2 separate regions of the Mus musculus genome follow, and region 2 is linked to region 1. A link is a contact called in public promoter capture Hi-C data. All regions are on one chromosome and are shown on one strand. The core of a region is the stretch at or near the end of the contact, and the rest is flanking DNA. Distances in the headings are between cores, read along the strand shown.

Region 1 (3,604 bases), core at 477-2,976:
TCCTGGGATTCACTTACACTGTAGACCAGGTTGGCCCCGAACTCAGAGATCTGCCTGCCTCAGCCTCCCAAGTCCTGGGAATTAAGTCAAGTGCCGCCGCCACCTGGCTCCTCTTCCCTTTCTTACGTGTGAAGTTTCTCCTATATACCATTCAAGCCCTGGCATATACCACCTGACCTCTGATTCAATCAATCCAATTATGACACTGAGTGGAGTTAGAGTCCAGACTGTGAGTTCAGCCTCTTTAGTCGGCTCCAACTTCAGCCACAGGTTCCCAGTAAGGAGTTTGCTACCTGTGCTTGCTACTATGTCTTTGTGGATTCCCACATCTTTCTTGGGTTTGATTAATTTGCTGGCGTGGCTCACAGAATTATAGCAAACATGATTACTTTTGATCGAGACAGATGTGATGACAGTTGGGTGAAGGGTGACACTTGGGGTGTGGAGCTGCCTTCTTTGGGTGCTTATCCTTCAGGTAGCCCTGCAAACATTTCAAATCTGCTCCAGAGGTACTTTTAAAAAAGGGAGATGGGAACTGGGGACCAAAGGCAAGGCCTCGGGCGGGCGTGCTAGGTGAGCGGTTTGCCACTGAGCCCCACCCTTGTTTAACCTTTAGCTCTTTCTCCCATTCTTCCCCCTGACCACCCCCCATGAAGTCTGTTGTGTAAGTACAGGTAATGCTTTAGACACTGTTTTTCTCAGATTGTGTTCAAGCTCTTGGGTGCAGGCATCCGCAGTCCAGAGCCTCTGAGGAACAAAGGGACCTCGATATAAAGAACAAAAAGCTCTTGGTATTCGGGAAAACTCCGAAGGATTTTTGTTGTTTTGTGGCAGTGTTGGGGTTCAGGACAAACACACCACCCCAGAATATGATTTCAGGAGAAACTGCCATCCCCGCCCCCACTAGTACGCTTCCTTTGTGTTATCTCGAGAAGCCCTGGACGTAGGAGGAGTTCTCAAAAGCTGTTCTTTCGTAAGAGATGGTCAGGAAGAAACGTTGATTAGGAAAAGTACTCGACTCAGGAAGAGGAGGGGTACAGATAACTGCTGTCACCAGAAAGATTTCCATCTGACAAAGTGGCAATTCTTCCCCCTTACGAATGTGTGTCCCGCACTCTGCTGCACCCAGGCTCCGCTCTGTTCTCCAGCTCTGCTTGCTGTAGAAGCGTCCATCCACTAAAGGGACTTCCAGATTTATTGGCACTGAACAGGTTTTTCCTCCGTTAGCTTAAACAGTAGTCGAGGCAAAGAACCCAGAACAAGTGCTATGTAGTAATGGATAAAAAGAATCCTTCATATCCTGTTGTTGATCTGTCCTGAGCTCAGCCTGGCTAGCTATGGGCTTCTCTGAGCCGGCTCTGCCCTCACCTCATAGAGAAGCCAGGGCAGGAGCAACTCCACCCTCTGTGCTACTTATTGTGAATGCCCTTGGCCTATTTCTGGCCTCTGAGCTAGGAGCTTTATTCAAGGCTGGGGCTCTATGGTCTGAATGCAGGGGCAGGGATGATAGAGGGCTCTTTTACCTTGTCTATCCAGAGCTGCTTGTAGGCTTGGGAGGCTAGGTGCCCCAACTGGTCTAAAAACACCATGTTCTCTGATTCTGTTGATCAAAGTTCAAATCAGAAAGGACGGGGACAAGAGAGGCTGAAATTAAGCCTGAAGGAAGGGACTTTATGGGGGCGGGGCTAAAGGAGGGGAATAGGGAACTCCTTAAATAAGAGATGCACTGGCTGCCAGGGAGTGCACAGCACAGACAAAGGCGACCAAGAAGCCCTGTTGACAGCTGCCTTCCAGCCTCCTCTGTCTGTCTGCCAGGAGGAGCAATCCAAGGGAGATGATGGAGCCCTGTGAATACCGTGAATACCGTGAATACTACCGAGCTAGAGGTGAGTGACAGGGTGGGTCTTCCCTGCTGTTGGAGGCAGGTGAGTGTTTGAGTTGCCTTGGGAGAGCCGGTTTGGCTTCAGTGGTGTTTCTCCTGAATTCTTGAACAGGATGTAGATCAGAGTTTTAACAGGTCCCTCATTCCCTGCCTCTCATGTGCCTACTTCTGTGATTGCTGCCTGTGTCTTGCATTTTGTTTCCTTCTACCTGCCCACAAAATAAACTATCTGTATTTGTGATCCACTCAATTGCCTTATGAAATAGGAAAAAAAAAAAAAAGACTTAAGCATTTGATAGCCCAAACTCTCTTAATATTCATTTCTCTGTGTAAAGTAGTTTATTCTTTTAGTGTTCATGTTTAAACGTTCGCCAAGTGCCCACTTGTATACCAGCTTGCAGGGAAAGCAAAGCCAGGTACCCTGTTTTCAGGCCTGGCTGTCCACAGGTAGGGAAGTGCTTAAAGGGGATTTGTAGGAAGATGAGGATGCATCCAACAAAGTGACTTGTGACATGATGAGTTTGGTTCTGCTTCTTCTGTTTAGTACGCATTAACTGAAATACACATCAACTTAAAATAAAGGTTCTTTTAGAAGCCTATGTGACAACAGAGAACTTTGAATGTCTTTGTAATTTTGTAATAGTCTCATCTCCACTAGAGGGGCCACAGTGTATGAAACTTCTTGGCTGTAAGTTAATATCTATCCTGCTTTAAATCTCTTTTCTCTCTTCTCCCCTATCAACCTTTGTAGGCAGACGCGTATTAGCGTATCATGTGGCTTTTCAACAGTGCACTTAGCTGAGAGTGTGGGTTCCTATCCTGCAGTGGGACACATTTTCCTATGAGACTGTCTGGGGATGAGTGCCAGCTCTCTCATGTCTACTGGGCACCACTCAGTGCTGGGTGCCCAAGGCTGTGGTGGGCTGAAGGAGTCAAGCTCTCTGGTGCCTCAGTTTGTCTAGGCCCAGTTCTGTGTGTAGGGACTTTGCAGAAGCTGAGGTAGAGGGAATAAATCAGGCTCCTTTTCTTCTCTGCTCCTTTGCTCCTTTGCAGGGAGAAGGGGAATGGGAAGGGTTTCTGGTTGCTCATAGTAGGTGCACATCTAGAGGGTGGGAGGCCATGAGAGAGAGCCCCTCTGAAGGGTCAAAGAACAACTGGCCTGCAGTGGCTTCACATGACTGCTTCCCTTTCTGACTAGTCTTCATTCTTTTGGTGCATCTATTTGAGTGTGGAAGCCGTGTGACAAGCCCTGAGTGCCAGCAGCAGGGAGCGGTGGGGCTCAGGTCTCTTGGGGTCCAGGTTGGTCACAAGCTCTTGGTTGGGCTCTTAGTTGTACTTTAAGTATGTCCCACGTACCTCAGAAATTTGTGTGTGTGTGTGTGTGTGTGTAAACTTATACTTTTCATCACACTCAGAAGATGTTGCCAATAGCCGGGCACGGTGACGCCTTTAATCCCAGCAGGTGGATTTCTGAGTTCGAGGCCAGCCTGGTCTACAAAGTGAGTGCCAGGACAGCCAGGGCTATACAGAGAAGCCCTGTCTCAAAAAACCAAAAAAAAAAAAAAAAAAAAAAAAAAAAAAAAAAAAAAGAAGAAGAAGAAGAAGAAGAAGATGTTGCCAAGTACCATAAAGGCAAGCGAGTGCTGATTTAATGGGTCTCATAAGATGTTTTCTCCTTTTAGGAGAACTGGATGTGGCAGCTTTCATCTCTGCTGACAAAGA
Region 2 (3,604 bases), core at 705-3,204, 110 kb before region 1:
GGAAAGCCTACAGGCTGGGGGAAAGTGTGGTTCACTTTCTTTATTCAGTCAAGTACATGGTATGACGAAGTTTCAGAGGAAGAGAATCTTAAAGGGAAATTATTTTAGCGCCTTAAGAGATATAACAATCAGAAGACAGTTCACTGTTTTGCATCATGATTCAACAAATTAACTTGTGAACAAATTAACTTGTGAAATTAACTTGTGGACAAATTAACTTGTGAAATTAACATGCAGGCAACAGCAAAATCCGAATACAGACTGAGCACCCGGGGATACTAAGGAGTTACTATTAAGTTTACAGGGTGGCGAGGACTACAGTTATGAGAACTGTGCAGCAAAGCAGTTAGCAGTAAAGTAGCAGAGCAGCTACTCAAATAGTACAAATACTCAAGCCGAGAGCGAGAGTGAGAGCGAGAGAAACAGTGTAGGAGACAAAGTGGGCAAATGTTAACGTCACAGTAACAGGGTGGGAGATGTAGCACAGCTGGTCATTTGCTTACCCTAGCATGCCATTAGCTTGGCAAGATTACAAGGGCCTATAATCTTAGAAATTGGGGCAAAGGCAAAAAGCAGAAATTCAAGGCCAGCCTTAACGACTTAAGTGAGCCTGGGCTACAAGAGACTCTGTCTCAAATTAGAGAAAAAAAGTGACTACTCACTTCTAAAAAGGCAATAAGGGGCTTGAGAGCTGACTCAGCAGTTAAGAGCATTGACTGCTGACTCTTAACACCAGCACCCACATGGCAGCTCACAACTGTCTGTAACTCCAAGATCTGACTCCCGCACTCAGACATACATGGAGGGAAAACACCAATGCCCAAAGAATAAAAATAAATTATCTTAAAAAACAAACAAAAGAAAAGGCAACAAAATGAAAGATTCCCCTTTAAGTCCGGTTATTGCTTACGGCAGCCACTTGACCTGTTGAGAAGGTTAGTGGTTTGTCTCCCTGTGAATTCCAACAATGGGAGATCAGACTGCTTAACCCAGTGAGACCTCTCCCAAATACCAGCAATCCACACTAGCAACAGGGGAACACTACGTACCCCTAAGAAACACAGGGATCAGAGGGAGCAAAGCACAGCCTCCAAGGAGTTCAACAACTGAAAACCACTTACATCTTCAGGAGAGTAATTCTGAGAAAGTAAGGAAGGGGCACAGTGACAGCTGGCAGAGATTGTGTCACTGGTGGCTTTTGATAAAGACATCTTGTACACATGCTAAGAAGATTGAATAAAACGCTGAACAGGACAGACAAAGGGAAAACTGGAATAGAGGAAGAAAGGAATAGATGGCGTGTGTGCCTAAGACTCCAGTAACCAAAACTGTTTGGGACCAAATAAAGCAGCAAACCAAGTCCTTTGCTCTTTATTTTATTTTTGTTTTTTGGGCAGGGTTTCCCTGTGTGGCCCTGGCTGGCCTGGAACTCACTTGAATGAACTCTGAGCTCTACCTGCCTCTGCTGGGATTAAAGGCACTCACCTTACCACCATGCCTGGCCCTGGTCCTTCTCTTAATGGAGATTTATCAGTAGGAAAAAGACACCTTAGACCTCGTTTTAAGACCTTCATTTGGGCCGGGCATGGTGGCTCACGCCTTTAATCCCAGCACTCGGGAGGCAGAGGCAGGCGGATTTCTGAGTTCGAGGCCAGCCTGATCTACAGAGTGAGTTCCAGGACAGCCAGGGCTATACAGAGAAACCCTGTCTCAAGAAACCAAAAAAAAAAAAAAAAAAGATCTTCATTTGGCAAACCTGAGTCCAAGAGTTGTTAAGCAAAACTCACACAGGCCCAGAACTAGATAGATAGATGACAATCCAATGGTTCCTCTCAGGCCACCCTCCTTCCACTGTAGTGACTGCTAACATTGTAACCAGTGACCAGGACAGTGCTGCTGTGGAAGCTCACAGGAAAACCTGCAGTCAGGACCTTTGATTCTAATTCCAACCAATGGTATCCCTATTGCCTCAAAAGAACTTTACAGTGGCAGTGCACCTCCTCCAGATAGGTCACCTGGCAAACAGGACCAGCGTTTACACAATAAACTTGCAATACCCTTTGGGTTTTGGTTTTGGAATCCAGTAAATTTTCCACAGAGCGTTTGGCTGCCGCACCGCTGTCCTCTCTCCCCATCTCCTGCCTTTTCTGTTGCTGCAGCTGCTCTTCCTCCCGTCTGTCCTTTTCTTCAAGTTGTTTCCGAACTTCAGCCTCTTCGTATCTAGTTGAAAGAAGCTTCCTATTAATGTGATGGAGTATAGCTAAGGGCGTTCATGTTTCATACTTAGCATCTTGGCTTGGGAGAATTCTGCTAGAGTTCCCATACAAACCACATGCATCTGCCCTCAGGGGCTGTCTGTGTACTTTAAACTGGACAAACACCTTGAAAAATAAATGTTATGCTCTTTTTATTAATGTTGTTCTTGCTTTTTCACTAATTTCAAGTAATTATCAATTCTGCTACAATTTCACTTTTTAAACAAACTCTTGATTCACTCTGGAAGAGGACTTCTCCCAGTATCTCACTGTGTAGATGATTTAGATCAAAATGTTAAAACAAGTATTCAAGAAAGGTATTAACCACATCAACTGGAGAATTATTATCAAAGTCAAGACGTGATTATCTTCTATTTTGCTAAATGTTAAACAAGCTATGGTGAGTACAGTTTGCAGCTATCCTAAGACATTGCTCACCCAGTCATTAGTGAATACAGTAATGACTGCTGGTTCTGAACTTAAGAGGATCAGGGGAGATGGAGACAGAGACAGAGATGGGGTGGTGAGGGAAGGAAGAGAGAAGGTAGAGCCGAGAGAGAAAAGGGTAACAAATAATTTACTCCAGTCAGTTAGGAAAGAACGAACTAAAACTCTGGCATGCTTATACTGTCTATTGTCCATACTTGTATATGAAGGACATATACCTCCCCAGACAGCCACAGCTCTGGACTGCCACAAAGATAAGGAGCAGGCAGGGTGAAGAACTGGGAAGGGGAAGGACATCTGTCAAACTCTCTAATTTTGATGGTTTTATTCCTAACACCAGGACTTCATGTGCTGAAGAGGCAGCTAAAACTAATACAGAGCGCCAAAGTTTCAGCCCTCTTTGCATAAAGTTGTCCCAGTCTATAGCCAACACCCAAACTAAGTAAGAACAGAGCAAACACTGAGGAAACAGCTAACTTTAAAAGACATTCCAGATGCTGACTACCACAGGCAAGACAGTGTATAAAATCCAACCCAGCCAAGTTCACCACCATTCTAGAACAAAATACCCTAACACTCTTGAAGGGAATAAAACCCACCATGTCCGAAACTAACCAACACAGCAAGAAAATAAGACATCCAGAGAGAAAGGGCAAGCAGTGCAAACTGGCTGAGATAAACCTGAATGACAGATTTAAAACAGCAATCACAGCAGCTAACCAACTCTGGCCATGGCTATGTGAAACATGGTTTGTAATGACTAAACATAAAGGACACTTCTGTAAAAAAGCAGATACTATAAAATAGCTAAACAGAAATTCTAGAGTTAAAATGTTTCTGAAAAATAACCTGAAAACTGGAGACAACATTTACAACCTAAAGAGCAACAAAAACTATGACAA

What was found. Promoter capture Hi-C pulls out the DNA fragments that hold promoters and counts their contacts.
Region 2: a promoter capture Hi-C map of liver shows a contact between it and region 1. The contact joins the enhancer-like site here to the promoter of Hdc in region 1. A contact is called at or near these places in 1 of 39 promoter capture datasets (liver), 6 of 484 Hi-C or Micro-C datasets (Sertoli cells, bone marrow-derived macrophages, brown adipocytes and 3 more) and 3 of 9 other capture datasets (adipose tissue, liver and pancreatic islet).

The regions. Positions count from the first base shown.
Region 1 is chr2:126,616,800-126,620,403 of GRCm38.p6, reverse strand. Hdc (histidine decarboxylase) reads left to right here and starts at 1,726. Exons shown (of 12, transcript NM_008230.6): 1 at 1,726-1,886. The coding sequence starts at 1,835.
Region 2 is chr2:126,727,776-126,731,379 of GRCm38.p6, reverse strand. It overlaps Usp8 (ubiquitin specific peptidase 8), which reads right to left. Exons shown (of 19, transcript NM_019729.3): 5 at 2,058-2,220. Among named protein-coding and RNA genes, the nearest start is that of Usp8, 22 kb to the right of the region's middle. Within about 2 kb of position 1,954, at least 6 of the 459 cell types and tissues checked have an H3K27ac peak or open chromatin away from gene starts, as enhancers often do. A contact at or near this core is called in liver, where this site is marked.